Linked DNA regions of Mus musculus: all the other regions are linked to region 2. Evidence: chromatin contacts called from public ChIA-PET, HiChIP or PLAC-seq and promoter capture Hi-C data. All regions are on one chromosome and are shown on one strand. The core of a region is the stretch at or near the end of the contact, and the rest is flanking DNA. Distances in the headings are between cores, read along the strand shown. Region 1 holds the start of Pcm1 (pericentriolar material 1). Region 2 holds the start of Zdhhc2 (zinc finger, DHHC domain containing 2). Region 3 holds the start of B430010I23Rik (RIKEN cDNA B430010I23 gene). Region 4 holds the start of Asah1 (N-acylsphingosine amidohydrolase 1). Region 5 holds the start of Mtus1 (mitochondrial tumor suppressor 1).

Region 1 (2,700 bases), core at 116-2,615, 820 kb after region 2:
GTTCAATATCCACTACCCGGCTGGGTGTGTAGCTCAGTTGACAGAATGTTTGCCTAGCATGCATGAAACCCTGGGTTTGATTTCCAGCAGTGTACTGATTCATTTCCTTAAGGTATCGTATGTTTTTATGTATACAAGCTACATTGAGGTGGAATGCTACACTTCAGCATTCCACAAGCAGAAGGATCTGAAGTCAGAGATTTGAGGCCAGCCTGAGATACAAGAGACGTTGCCTCAGAAACAGGATAAAAACGAATACAGAAGGCTATGGACACAGTAGTAAATTGCCCTGGGCAGGAAGAGTTTAGTTGATAGGAACCGTGGTGCTCTGAGAGAGTTGTAGTATTTTGTTTTGTAAACAATTTGTTGGTAATTGTGTGGAGCAATTTATTGTGGAAAAACAGAAACCTATTCTTTCTCAATTACATTATTTTACATTTAAAAAAATCCTATTTTAGACATTTAGAAGCTGTCTAAAAACAGAATGTGTATGCATGCAACTAAAATCGACAGGTAGTCTTAACTTCGGAGCCTGGCATATTGAAAGCCTTGCAACTTAAAAAAAAAAAGTTTTGTTTTGTGCTGTTTTTATGACACTATTTATCCATTTATTAACCTTAACACAGCCGTTAGCAAGAATATAAATTAAACAGGATTTCAAAGACTATCCGTTCAGCGAAAATTTCACAAGATTAAACTCTGTTTACAACTACTTCTTTCTACCAACAAAGTAGCGGGACAGCGTTCCAAGTGGCAATGACCACTGACAATCTTATTTATGATTCTTCCACCGACTAAGCACACATGACATACTGATTTAATATCCTTGCTAAAATTAGGGGTTAGATTGTAAAGGCTCATCAGTATCCTTCGTGATAGGAAAGTGGGTAGGAATGCACTACAAGGGTTCCCAGTCTTCCGGTCTCCATCTGGAAGCTCATGCCTCCACAGAAAATTAGAAAGCGCCCGGAGACTTGCAGTGAGCTAAAGCACTTATAAACCCCACAGGCCTCAAGCCTTAAAAAACACAGCGGAGCCATCTGGCAGGCGCACAGCACACTGGGATTTGTAGTTCCGTTTCTTTTGGCTACCCAGTTGAGTGGGCATTCTGGGATGTGTAGTTCCCAGGTTGTTCGTCTGCACAAATCTTTTCCTGACTAGAGGGGCGGTACGTGACTCCACGGAAGGCCCGAGCGTCACGTGACTCAGGTCACCGCACGCCCGGAGTTCGCACTGCGGCTCCAGCCCCGGCGAGTTCTCGCCCCCGCGCAGCCGTTGCCGAGGAGACCGCGCTCGTCTCGCGGAGCGTTGCGCCCCCCCCCCCCTCTGCAGTTCCCCCGCCCCCCACTCTTCTCCCACCACAATGAGGTCCTAAGATGGCGGTGGCTGCGGCGGTTGGCGCCTAGTTAGCTAATGTAGAGAAGGCGGCCATTGGGGCTTTGGGCAGTCGAGGGGGATTTGTGGGCCTCCCTTCCGCGGTCTTGGAGGAAGAACCGCTGCCGGCGGCGGCTCCTGGAGGGGCGGCCGACCGCCACTCGGCCCTTGGCAGGAGGGGCGGCTTCGTTTCCAGGTAACGCGGCCCTGGGCCACCGCGGGCCGGAGCACAGGGTGGTTCGAGGCGGGCGCGGCGCTGGAAGCGGCCTGGGGCCACGCCTGCCCGTTTTAACTCTGAGGTCCCATGGCTGCGCGATCCTTCCCCACCCCCAGGCTGTCATCGGCTCCTCTCGGCGCCGACTGACACGCTAGCTCTGGCGAGCGTCTGGGACGACGCTGGCTGGCGCCTCCACGATCTTGGGGCGTCCCATGTGAGGACCGCTCGCCCGGTGCTGGAGATTTCACCCCCCTCCAGGGTGGAGGGGAAGGTTGCCTTGTAGTTCGGGGTGATGAGTTCCGAAAGAAACTGGCCTTGGCGGCCCGAGGCCCCGGGGACCGCCATCCCTCCCAGCCCACCCGCCGAATTCCATCCTGGGAGGGGTCCCGGGCGGCCCGGATCCTCCTGGGTGCAGAGAGTCTGTGGCCCGGGAGTTTTCTGCGGTCCCTTTTATTCTTGGAGCAGGAAGGCCCCTGGAGGCGTTCCTGACTCCTGCTAGTAGGTTCTTTTCGCTAAGAAAATGTTAATTTAATAATCCTTCTCCGCGCTCCTCCCACTGCCCCTTCTTCACCCCTTCGGGAAGATCCAGTTTCTTTACATCTAGAATGGGTGGTGGGGGGGCGAGGGGGAGACTGGGGATGGGTGGGTGGGAGGGAAGCGAGATGTCCAGTGGGATTCTGGCAGCCTGGCTTGCTTTGCAGAGACTGCTGTTAAGGATTAGGTGTTCGGCCCCCCTGTGGGGGCGTCTGCGTGAACCAACTTTTCCTCTCGCGCTAGCCTGGTCCAAACCCAAAACAAAACACAAAACGTTTTTTTCCTCCCCTTTCTTTCATGGCGGTATTAGGATTGGTGTGGGAACTACGGGTGACAGATCGTGCTTTGGCGCTTAGAAGAAGCGGGCTTTCTGGGTGCCCCTACCGCCTCCTACCCCCGCCCCATAACCGCTTTCCAGACCCCGCCTTCGGTGTTCTCTGGTTACTAGAGCCGGTGTTCAAGAGCTTTTTGTGCACCTGCTTCTGCCTTTTCCCTATCACCTTCCTGGTCAGGGCCACTGGCTGGCGTCGTTAATACCGAATTTCGCACTTGAAGGTACACCTCGGTAAATGTAG
Region 2 (2,700 bases), core at 190-2,689:
CCCACTCATTTCCGCTTCCTGGCCCTGGCAATCCCCTATACTGGGGCATAGAACCTTCACAGGACTAAGGGCCTCTCCTCCCATTGATGACCGAATAGGCCATCCTCTGCTATATACGCATGAGTCCCACCTCCTGTTTTCTCTGATTGGTGGTTTAGTCCCAGGGAGCTCTGGGGGTGCCGGTGAGCGAGGTTGTTTCTGCGTTGATGCAGTAGCTGTTTCAGGAACATTGGCTTGATATTTAATCCAGTCTTGGGAAGATAATTGAAAAGCCAGGAGGACATAATTGGAGCTGGGTTTCTATACTTCAGCATTCTTATCACGTTTATCAAGTAATTCTACCCAATCTGGTTGTGTGGAGTAAATATAGTATTCATTAATGATATCTGGTACCTGTTACACATACTAATTGTTTATATAATGGGAGGAGTAATCTCAGAAACACGTTCCTTTCCCATTCACCAACAATTAACTGTGGGATGTTTGTTCTAACTACCATTAGAATCACGTTCCAGTGGTTTTGACAACCGCTTTAAACTCTACTATATGCTAAATTTAGAATCGCTATCACAACCAAAATCACTGTCAGGCTGGATAGGATGGGAAAGAACGCAGAGAAGGAATCGCTTGGCTCTTGGGAGATGGGGACGGTAAACTTTACTCTTAGAATCACAAGACAGTTTAACACAAAAAGAGAGAATCTTCTCTCAGCAAAGATCTGCCAGCCCTAACTCTAGTTACTGTCAATGGATTCACAACGTAAAATTCAACTTGCTCCCTCTGGCTAGGGCCTCTGGCAACCCTCTTCATGGCGATCTGGGCACCTAGGTAGGCGTTCTCATGCCCAAACACCATCATTTCGCTGGTCTGTTCTGGAAACTGACCGCACTTTGGCTACTCTCAGCCAGTTTACTGGCACCCACAAGTTAAAGCGAGAATTTTCCTGACAGATGCAAGGGTGAGGGCCTGGGCGCCTAAGGACTTGGCGCAATCCTCCCTGGGCCTGGCCGGTGAGGAGTGGGATAGCAACTGGCTGGTCCCGGGGGCGGGGCGAAGAGGGGCTGACGCTCGTCCTCCTACAAGCGACACCTTGCAGCTCGTCCCCCTCCGATCCGCGCCCTGGGAGTGGCTTGCGGCTGGGGAGGGTGACCCAAAGCGAGTGTCAATTCTCATCACAGTCCCGCGATCCAGGGCCAAGTGCAGGGGCGGGAGGGCCAAGGTGGGCACCGGGTCGCCACCTCGAGCGCCCCTGCGGTGGCCCAGGGCAAGGGCGCACGGGTAGCCGAGAGTCCGAGGGCGCCGTGGGAGTCCGCGTCCGGATCCCTGCACCCGCCCGAGGGCGCAGCCCGCCGCGCAGTGGGAGGCAGCGAGGCGGGGACCGGGCGGGGACCAGGCGGGGGCGGAGCGGAGCTTCCCGCCGCCTCGTCGCCTTCGTCCTCCTACTCTGAGCCGCCGCCTCAGCCCGGCAGAGCAGCGGGAGTCCGCGGCGCCCGCTCGCTGCCGCGGGATGGGGAGCTAGCGCCACGGCGGCCGCGGTGGCCGCAGCACAGCCAGCCGCCGCCCCCGGGCCTGTCCCGTCGGGTGCTCCGGGAGCCCCGAGCCCGGCCCCGAGCCAGGCCCACGGGCGGCGGCGGCGGCAGAGCTGGGCAGGTGTCTGCGGCTGGAAGATGGCGCCCTCGGGCTCGGGCGGCGTGAGGCGGCGGTGCCGGCGGGTGCTCTACTGGATCCCGGTGGTGTTCATCAGCTTGCTGCTGGGCTGGTCCTACTACGCCTACGCCATCCAGCTGTGCATAGGTGAGTGGGTGCCCGCGTCCCGAACCCCACACGCTGTCCCCTCGCGGTCCCGGGACTACAGCCCCGCTCTGCGATTGCTTCCACTCTGTGCATCCGCTGGGTTCTCCCCACCCCGCCGCGCGCCCTGGGCGCTTCCCAATACCTGCTTGCCTGCCGCCCCAAACCTCTCTCCCCACCACCACCACCCCAAGCGGAGGTCAGCCGGCCTCCTGGAGACCTCCTGCACTCTGTCACTCCCTTGGTCTCCCCTTGCCGCTTTTGGGTTACTGGGTCACCTCCACCCCAGGACGCACGGCCAGGAGTACCCCCTTCTGCCTTTTACTCACCACTGCCACCCCAGCCACACCCTCTCACCGAGCAGGACAGAACAGGGGACCACTGTGGTCACTGAGGCTGGGAAGCTGCCCTGGAGGCCGGAGAAGCTGCCCTGAAGGCTGGGCCAAGAATCAGAGCTGCGCCAGATATGCGATGGGGAAACACTGGCCTTAACCTCGCTCGGATGGCAGAGCCAGCTTCTTTTCTGATGGCCATAGACCCACTTTTTAAAAAATGATAACAGTACTCACGAGCGTTGTAACCGCCTGTGTGGTTTGAGGGTTGATAATTAGCCACTTTCTAATTCAAAAGGAGGCAGGAAGGGCGAGCCACTAGAAAGTATCTTTCGAAGACCTGTGAGAAATATAGAAGACTATAGTTTAGATGCTGGGAAAATAGAGAGCGGGGCAGGAAAACCATCATCTGAAGTGCATAGCATCCAGAGAACCAAGTGCCCCAGTCCAAGATAAAGCTCCTGAATTGGTGGGTGGGGCACTTTCAGCACTGAAGATTTGTTTTTTTAAGGTTGATTATTCATAAGCAGGGAATACAGTTATGAAGCTTAATGTAAACTTTCTGCCTTAGGAGGTT
Region 3 (2,700 bases), core at 99-2,598, 590 kb after region 2:
TATGGCAGAGAGCACGAGACTGGTCTCTGCAGTCTAGACTTGCTTCTCACTCAAAGCACTTCCCCCTGGTTCCAGACAGGGTCTGCAGTACGTAGTCCCTGACACCCTTCTAGAAAAGCCCTGTAAACAAATACTAATTACCCTTGTTGCTGCACAGGGAGGAGAGAGGCACATTTTGCTGCTAGGGCAGCCCATTTTCCAGCTCCGGTCTCTCCAACTCCCCCACCCCCTGCACTGTCCAAGAAGCGCACAGGTGGCCACGCCTCCCACCCATCCGTCCGTCCGGGTCTGCCTACATTCAAAGCTCCACAGGGAGGAGCGCCATTGGCCCTGGTGGCCTCCCCGCCTGTCCCGCAGGTTACTGCCTCAGACTCCTCTCTCTCCTCTCTGAAGCTGATACTGCAGCTTCTGTCTCTGGCACAAGCAACGGATGATTACTTAAAGCCACAGCCCTTCATTTATGAGAAACGAGAGCCAGACATTATCCTGATCGATTGGCACTTACTTAATATCAGCGGGGGCAGAGGAAACAGAAACGGGACCCTCTCTGCGTGGATAATGGAGTTATTTTTAGATGTGTGAGCCTTTTTACTCCGCTCTCTAATTGAGGTCATTAGATTATCGCACTCACTAATAGAAAAAGGGGGTTTGCTCTTCAGAACCCATATACTAAAGGCATGATGAACCTCATGGTGAAGGGCACCCAGGGGGCCCTGCTGTGATTTAGAACTTTAAATAATATTACAATAGAGTATAGTTCATTGATAATACATGGGTATTGGGGATTACATATATTTGAAATCACCAGTCAGGAATTCCAAATTTCAAAAATAAACGATTGCTTTTGTAATGCAAAAACTAAAGTTTGAGAACAACAAAATAATAACCCACAGATACAATGTTTTTCTCTTTTCTCCCCTTCTTACGGGTCTCATACTTGCTTTCCTTTGCCCCAGTCTCCCAAGTTCTGGGATTACAGGCACGTGCCACTACAGCCTGACTATTCGAGTACTGTCACGTCAAGCCTTAATTTTATTCAAATGCTTTGGATAAATGGCAGAGTCTGTCAGTGGCGTGAGAGAAAAGCGGGGACAGCTCTATTAGACATGAAACTGTGACCACGCTTCAGAGTCCCCTTTCCCACAGCAGCCAAGTTGCAAACAAAAGGGGGTAAAAGGACAAGGAAATCTTACCACTTGCACAAGAAAACGGAAAGGAAGATGGCAAAAGCTGACGCTACTGATGCTTATCTCTAAAGGACTCTGGAAAGCCACACCTCCCTCCCTCCAGAAACACCCGAGGGAGGGGTGGTTAGCTTATTAGTGGACTTCAGGAGGCAACAGATTTCAGTGAGTGTTGACATCTGTCCTAACTCACTTCCCTAAACCACACTCAGCCTTCTCCAGCAAGATCCAGCGTGAGGACATCAAGGTCAGTTGTCACTGTGTCTCAATGGCCGGAAGTGGGGGTGGGGGAAAGCCAGCCCACTCTTCCTTCACAATGGCTTTTTGCCCTTGGTGTCACCTTTGCTTCTAGTCCTGGTTCTTTAGAGCCCAGTACGCAAGCATAGAAGGGGTTTCTTTATACCCTAGAGGGCTGTTATTCAATATTTTCTGTGTATAAACTCCCTTCTCTTTTGAGTATGTTACAAATGACACTGGGACTGAAGGTGGAGCTCAGGTAGCACCCATACATGAGGCGGAATTTCTTCCTCCAGCAAATACAGCATACATACATACGTGTAGCAAGCATGAGTGGGTGCTAGCCTGTGTGCTTGTGTGCGCTCCCATGGACTAGAATTGCCTAGCTCCTGTTTAGCATCCCGAGATCTTCCATCCAAGTCAAAAGCTATCCTTCCCAGAATCCATGCTACCCTCTTGGGATGACGGGCTTTCTTAACCTGACTCATTTTATACACTTTCTGGAAAGCCAACATCCCCTCCCCCCAAATGCCCAGAAGGGACATTTATCTTTCTGAATTATGAGTTATTACTCATATAGCTAAGCACATTTTATATCCTATACCATAATGATATGTAAGAAAATTAAGACATAGCTCCTGCCTTCAAGGAGCCTGGTACTTAGGAGGGCAATGTCCAGGACCAATTCTTTGGTCATCAATCAAAGCAGATGACATCATCTGAGGCGAAGCAGCGCAGGACTATGGGAAACCCGGGGCTTTAATATGATCTACTCAAAAATGCAGACCACAGAGCCCAGACTCCAACAGACATACTATTAGTTTCTGCATGACTGTCTGGGTTGCCTGCCCTTTAAATGTACTTCTTATTTACTCAAGATGATAAAATACATTCTGGCAGTTAGAGACCGATTTTTTTTTCCAGCTGCTTAGATTAGTGTCTCTGTCATAGATGATAAACCATTTATAATCCAGAGAAGAGGTTTATTTGATTATCTTTGTACTATAACATGCAACCCCACCCTCGCCCCACAGACATACACACACAGTGAGACTAGAGAGAAAGGTGGAAATCCACACGAAGATGCTTTCAAACTCATGCATTAAATATATGAAGCGCTTTAAGGAAAAAAAAAAAAAACTCAACAACAACGGGATTCTCCGTAATTTAATTAGGGTCTCTGGGATGCAAGCACTTAGTGGCTGGCTGTCGTCCCGCCAGTGTGCCTGACTTCTGCAGGCTACTGAATGGCATCAGCAACACAGGAACTATTACAGGA
Region 4 (2,700 bases), core at 172-2,671, 950 kb after region 2:
AATCCCAACCAAGTTTGGTAAATCAATTCTTTATCTACACTAGAGCAAACGTTTTGCTCTTCCTTCAATCTTTTGTACATACTATGTGGGTTTTGGTCACTGAAATTACTCTGTATACCATTCTGCATTCTACTTTGTGTTGTGTGGTGTTTTTCAGACAAGGTTTCTCTGTGTCCATTGTTGTCCTAGAACATTCGCCTACCTCTATCTCCCAAGTGCTGGGATTTAAAGGCGTGTGCCACCCTCTGCCCTGATGTGCATTCTACTTTTATCTACTAAGTATCTATTCTAGTGGCTGGCTAATTTTCTCTCTCTCTCTCTCTCTCTCAAATTCAAAAAAGCATTTCTCCTTCTAGGAATAAAATTAAAAGAACTCCTGCTGCTCCCATTTCCAATGTCTTGCCTCTTTTCAAAATTCTTGTCATCTGGCACAGGTAAGGTGCATCCAGGTTCCTAGTTATCAAATCTGGCAACAAAACAGTCTTCAATTCTATAGCCTTTATAGAATCGATCTATGAAATGTCGCTGTCGGGCTTTGACCTAGAGGCTGAACTTAGAAATGTTTCTGGGAACAACGATGTGACCTCTGGCTACATTTTTCACTCCAGGGCTATACTTCCTCTTCTAGTAAATACAAGAATCATGTTAGTTCCTCACAGTCTCTTGCGGATATATAAAGTCTGTGGCATTGTGACTTGGTCGAGCAGCACCACGGTACAGACAGACATTCCATGCCTGGGCGTGAAGGCCACAGCCAGTACAGCCTTCTTAGGGGGGCGGGGTGGGGGTGGGTTCCCATCATCTGGGCTAAGACTGCATGTGACCCATAGCTTCCTGCGATGGTTTCTTCAGGAAAAAGCACTAGGTAACCAGGCAGAAAATACTACGGCCACCAGTCAATCGTTAGCTTTTTCTCTGGAGAGTTCCGCCTACAGTAGCTGGTAATCTCAAATATAAGATTGGAGAATGCGTGAATCCTACACAGTTGTTCTTGAAAGTTAGAACTTCCCTAAAATGTGTACTCGGTCCATACAGCAGCAAAGCCACTTAGCCCGGGGTTCACAAGCCACATTTGCACCCATACTCCGCGGGACCGAACCAGAGTTCCCCCGACGCCTCACGGAAGATACAGACCGCGAGCAGGTGTCCCTCACCCGCCCCGCCACAGCTGCGCCCACCTCCCCCTGAGCCCGCGCCTGCACCCCCATCTGTGCCTCGGCTGGAGCTCACCCACCGGCGGCACATCCTGTGCCTGGGCGCAGGTGACTGCCGCGGCTAGGACCCAGGTGAGAAGACTTTGGCCCCGCATCTTCCCAGCTGCAAGCGCCGCTCCGAGGGACTCTAGCAGCAGCTGCAGCAGGGACCACCTCCACCAGCAGCAGGCCGCACCCCAACGCGTGATCAGCGACCCTGGGCCACACCATGCACGGCAGGGGACACGCCAGAGATAGAGGCGCCGGGCCGAGTCCCTAGAGCGGAGTCCGCGCACAGGGCCGAGAGGGGCTGCGCCCCCAGCACGCCACGCAGTGGTTTCGTCCAGCCTTAGCCGCACCCCGGGGCGGGACTTCCAGTTTTCCTCTGGCCTTCACTCGTTTGGAGCGCGGGGGCCGGGGCAAGACGCTGGTGCTGGAGGATTTCTGAGGGCGGACGCCGACTGACTCGGGAGAGGTTGGCTCCTAGGCGTCGCGGTTCCTGAGCCCACCAAAGGGACAGAGTTTCAGAGCATAGCGTCAGACCTAGTTTGCCTTCTGGGGAAGGCTGGCTCCAAGTGAGTCACTCAATCCATCCATCCTGCCCGAGGGATCACAACCAGAGAGGACAAGTGTCAGGGTCAGAAGTTTCATCTCTCGGGTACTCTAGGTACTTAAGGCACTGCTAAATCCTAGGATTTAGATTTTAGTTTCTTGCTGTTATGTCCGGGGTTGGAGAGGTTGAAGGGGTGGGACCTTCATCGATGTATTTGTCGCCGCGTTACTCAACTCCTGTTTTCCTTTAGCTCGTGAGAAGCCAGTTGGTCCAGCGGACCTAAACCTAGGACAGGTACTTGGTACTTCATAGTCTACTTTGAAAAGCAGATAAAAGTGAAATACTTGCTTGGCTTTTACCTTGGACAAGGCTCTCCATAATAGGATGAGTTATCTAGAATCCAACAGGAAAAAAATGCCTCTAGATTTACATTTTCTGCTTCGACGACAGGCATCTCAAGAAGTTTGGAGGCTTTTAAAAAAATGCTTCTATAAAACTCACTCAGGACCATTAAAATCCTATTTTAATTCTCACCCCCGACTCCTGTGCTGGGGATCCGAGTATTTTTCCTTTTTGGTGTAAAAAACACCTAAATTTGGAGGCAAATGATAAATAAGTTGGCTTTTGTTTGTTTGTTTTTTGTTTGTTTGTTTTTGAGGAAGTTTAGATGTTGATACACAACACAGGATTAAGAAACACTTAGAGGGCCGGGCGGTGGTGGCGCGTGCCTTTAATCTCAGCACTTGGGAGGCAGAGACAGGCGGATTTCTGAGTTCAAGGCCAGCCTGGTCTACAAATTGAGTTCCAGGACAGCCAAGACTATACAGAGAAACCCTGTCTCAAAAAAAAAAAAAAAACAACAACAACAACAACAAAACAAAACAAAAAAAAACAAACAAACAAAAAAAGAAATCTTACTTAGGTAAGCAAGATTGGAAAATACTTACTTTTTGA
Region 5 (2,700 bases), core at 176-2,675, 710 kb after region 2:
GGGCTGGGGCAGCTATCAATGATAATCCAGGTGTTTGGTATATACAAAACTCTTCGCTCCATCCATTGAACAAGGGGGTGGGTCACGGGGGGGGGGGGCCGGGGCAGTGGAGAGAGGGTTCAGGTGAAGATCGATACAACATTTTAAAAGTATTTTAAACTAAATTCTATGCCTTTTTTAAAAAAACAGGGCAGGAACAGGTTTTCTTGCATAACTTTTCTTATCGATACAGTTCTTGAGAAATAAATCTGTAAACAAGAAGTTTAAACACACCCACACAACAGAGTACAGATTGCCCTAAAGGGATTGCTGGAGAGAACGGGGATGAACTATTTAAACTGATAACCTATTTGTAAAACATTCCTTACAGAGGTCATATGTTTAGCGGGGGCCCGACCCCACCTCTTTTTTGCCCTCCCACAAGTTGTCTCCGGATCCCCGGAATCCACTCCCACCCCCACCGCGCTGTGATTTGATACCTTGATTGAACTCCAATCACCTGGCAGAACATGAAAGCTCGCTTTCCTCCTGTTTTGCCTAAGACTCTGGTTTTAAGACAAACAAAATACACTGGATTTCCTCTGGTAGAACACAAGACAATTTAAAAGTAGCATTTTGCAGAGTGAGTGCCAGTATGCAAGCTATGTTTACAATTCAATGTGTCACTTTTACAAGTGAAAAGTGAACAGATCACCCTAGTTGGGGGGGGGGGCGCAAAGACTTCGCGGAAATTCGAGCTAAGTCCTCTATTGAGTAATCAATACGGCGACCCTCAACGTGGGCTTTCCCTTAGAGTTTGTAAGAACCCGCAGGCTGCAGGGAGTAAAACCCGCATGAGGACCTGGGGAACTGCACTAATTCCCTTTCTCCCATATTTTCTGCCCTGACTGCTTAGTGGGAATGGACCCCGGCAAGTCGCCCAGCCGGAAGCCTGAGGCTGCCAGGTCCAGAGCCAGAATCCAGCGCTTGGTGGGCGGCTTTCCACCGAGGATGCAAACTTGACAGTTGTCCTTTATCCACAATAAACCCACCGCCTCGGTCACTTTCAAGGTGACAGCAACTGCAGCCCGCTGTCCTGCAGGAGCCCCGCGGGTCCCACGTGAGCTCAGCCTCCCCACTCCTCCTACTTTGAAACCCACTAGGACACCCGCCCCCCTCCCCGGAAAGCCAGTCCGGTCACCGTGAGTGCGTTGCAGTCGCCGCTCCCCAGCTCCTCGTTCTCCGGAGGTCCCCACCGCGGCCGGGATGGGCGACGGAATGGGATCCACTCCGCGCTTGCCCGCAGAGCCGGGGAGCCAGCCCTGGGGGGAGCCACGGCGTTCTGCACCCTCGGCGGGTCCTGCCTTGGAGACGTCTGTACCTGGGGCTTGCAGATCGACCCCAACCCGCACCAGCACCCTGGCGGCCAGGCGGGAACCGGGAACCCGGAGCCCGGGCGTCCCAGCCTCCCCGCCCCGGGCCGCCAGGGGGAGGAGCGAAGGCGGAGGATCCTGGGCTGGGTGGCCTCGCCCCTCGCCCGCGGCGGCTCCTAGAGCCCAGACAAAGGCCAGGTTGCGGGGGGGAGAGGGGGGCAGAAGGGGCAGTGCCCCCCAAAAAAACTAACCTGAGAGACGAGCAGGGGTTCCTTGAGGCACGATGACTCCCGCGGAGCTCCACTACGGTCGCCAGCCGGGTCGGGCTCCCTGGCTAAACGTCAACATAAGCCACAAGCCCCGGGCGTACGTCCTGGATCGCGCTGCACCTGTTGCCACGTGTGTCGCAAAGCCACCGCTGCTGACTGCGCGCTTGGCTGGCTGTCCCGCGCGACCCCAAACCATTCACGTCCTGGTGGGAAAGCTAAGCTCTGCCAAGCCCAACTTTGGGGCCCCAGGACCGTCGGACAGGCTAGCTAGCCAGAGGGAGGATTGGCTCCTCCTGGGTCCCCTCGCAGCCAGAATTCCCTGTCCCGCGAAGGGCTTTGGAGTTGGGAGGTGGGGAAGTTGCAGGCTTATCAGCGTAAGGGTTTATAAGGAAGCAGCACTGATTGTTCTCGGAGAGTCCCACCTGCGCCCTATATTGTCTTCAGACTTCCGAGCAGATTACTAGCGAGCACCTATTAAAGATTAAAGAAACCAGCACTCCGACTGTTAGAAGTTCAGATGGGGGTGGGGTTGGGGTAGTGGGAGAAGCTAGGAAGAGAAGCTAGGTCTGGCCACTTGAAAGCCAAAGTCCTTGTTCTTGAATCAAACTGAGGAAATTTCAGCCTCCACTAAGCATATTTTAATATAAGGTTTTTTCCCTAAAGATTGATAGCCTGCTTGTAACAGATAAAAACATTCCTGAACATGTCAGACAACCCAGAACTCTAAGTTTAATGTATGCATGTGTGTATACATATATAAAACTACGTGGCCTGGGATTGCTGAAAAAGCATTTTCAGTACATTTCTTGGAGCGCAGAGGCGGGGGACGGGGGTGGGGGTGAGGGAGCAGAAGCAGCATTTCAGAGGTTGCCTATACCACGAATGCTGGATGATCTAATAGCTTTGCTGTTTATAGCTTTAAGTGCTTTCACGTGAACAATGATCCATTCTTCGCTCACAAGTAGACCCTGCTGTAAATAGGTTAGATTATTATCTCTATTATTTGAGTGAGGCAACCGAAGCTCAGAAAAGCCAAGTGACTTGCACATGGTCACACTGTGAGGGCAGCCAAGGCAGGC

What was found. Promoter capture Hi-C pulls out the DNA fragments that hold promoters and counts their contacts. ChIA-PET counts read pairs in DNA pulled down with a chosen protein or histone mark. HiChIP or PLAC-seq counts read pairs in DNA pulled down with a chosen protein or histone mark.
Region 1: a contact with region 2 is called in a promoter capture Hi-C map of the HPC-7 cell line, with 12 times the contacts expected there. The contact joins the promoter of Pcm1 here to the promoter of Zdhhc2 in region 2. A contact is called at or near these places in 5 of 39 promoter capture datasets (the 3T3-L1 cell line, the HPC-7 cell line, embryonic stem cells and 2 more) and 1 of 115 datasets of contacts at active chromatin or transcription factors (astrocytes).
Region 3: a contact with region 2 is called in an H3K4me3 HiChIP or PLAC-seq map of the SCID.adh cell line, with 6 times the contacts expected there. The contact joins the promoter of B430010I23Rik here to the promoter of Zdhhc2 in region 2. A contact is called at or near these places in 2 of 115 datasets of contacts at active chromatin or transcription factors (the SCID.adh cell line and pancreatic cancer cells).
Region 4: an RNA polymerase II ChIA-PET map of effector CD8 T cells shows a contact between it and region 2, with 9 times the contacts expected there. The contact joins the promoter of Asah1 here to the promoter of Zdhhc2 in region 2. A contact is called at or near these places in 2 of 115 datasets of contacts at active chromatin or transcription factors (astrocytes and effector CD8 T cells).
Region 5: an H3K27ac HiChIP or PLAC-seq map of extraembryonic endoderm stem cells shows a contact between it and region 2, with 6 times the contacts expected there. The contact joins the promoter of Mtus1 here to the promoter of Zdhhc2 in region 2.

Annotation. Positions count from the first base shown.
Region 1 is chr8:41,238,394-41,241,093 of GRCm38.p6, forward strand. Pcm1 (pericentriolar material 1) reads left to right here and starts at 1,366. Exons shown (of 38, transcript NM_023662.3): 1 at 1,366-1,570.
Region 2 is chr8:40,422,376-40,425,075 of GRCm38.p6, forward strand. It overlaps Zdhhc2 (zinc finger, DHHC domain containing 2), which reads left to right and starts at 1,440. Exons shown (of 13, transcript NM_178395.4): 1 at 1,440-1,794. The coding sequence starts at 1,668.
Region 3 is chr8:41,016,390-41,019,089 of GRCm38.p6, forward strand. It overlaps B430010I23Rik (RIKEN cDNA B430010I23 gene), which reads left to right and starts at 1,349. Exons shown (of 3, transcript NR_015457.2): 1 at 1,349-1,431. The region is part of intron 6 of Mtus1 (mitochondrial tumor suppressor 1); the gene reads right to left.
Region 4 is chr8:41,373,276-41,375,975 of GRCm38.p6, forward strand. Asah1 (N-acylsphingosine amidohydrolase 1) reads right to left here and starts at 1,422. Exons shown (of 14, transcript NM_019734.3): 1 at 1,235-1,422. The coding sequence starts at 1,309.
Region 5 is chr8:41,132,301-41,135,000 of GRCm38.p6, forward strand. Mtus1 (mitochondrial tumor suppressor 1) reads right to left here and starts at 1,426. Exons shown (of 14, transcript NM_001005863.2): 1 at 1,181-1,426.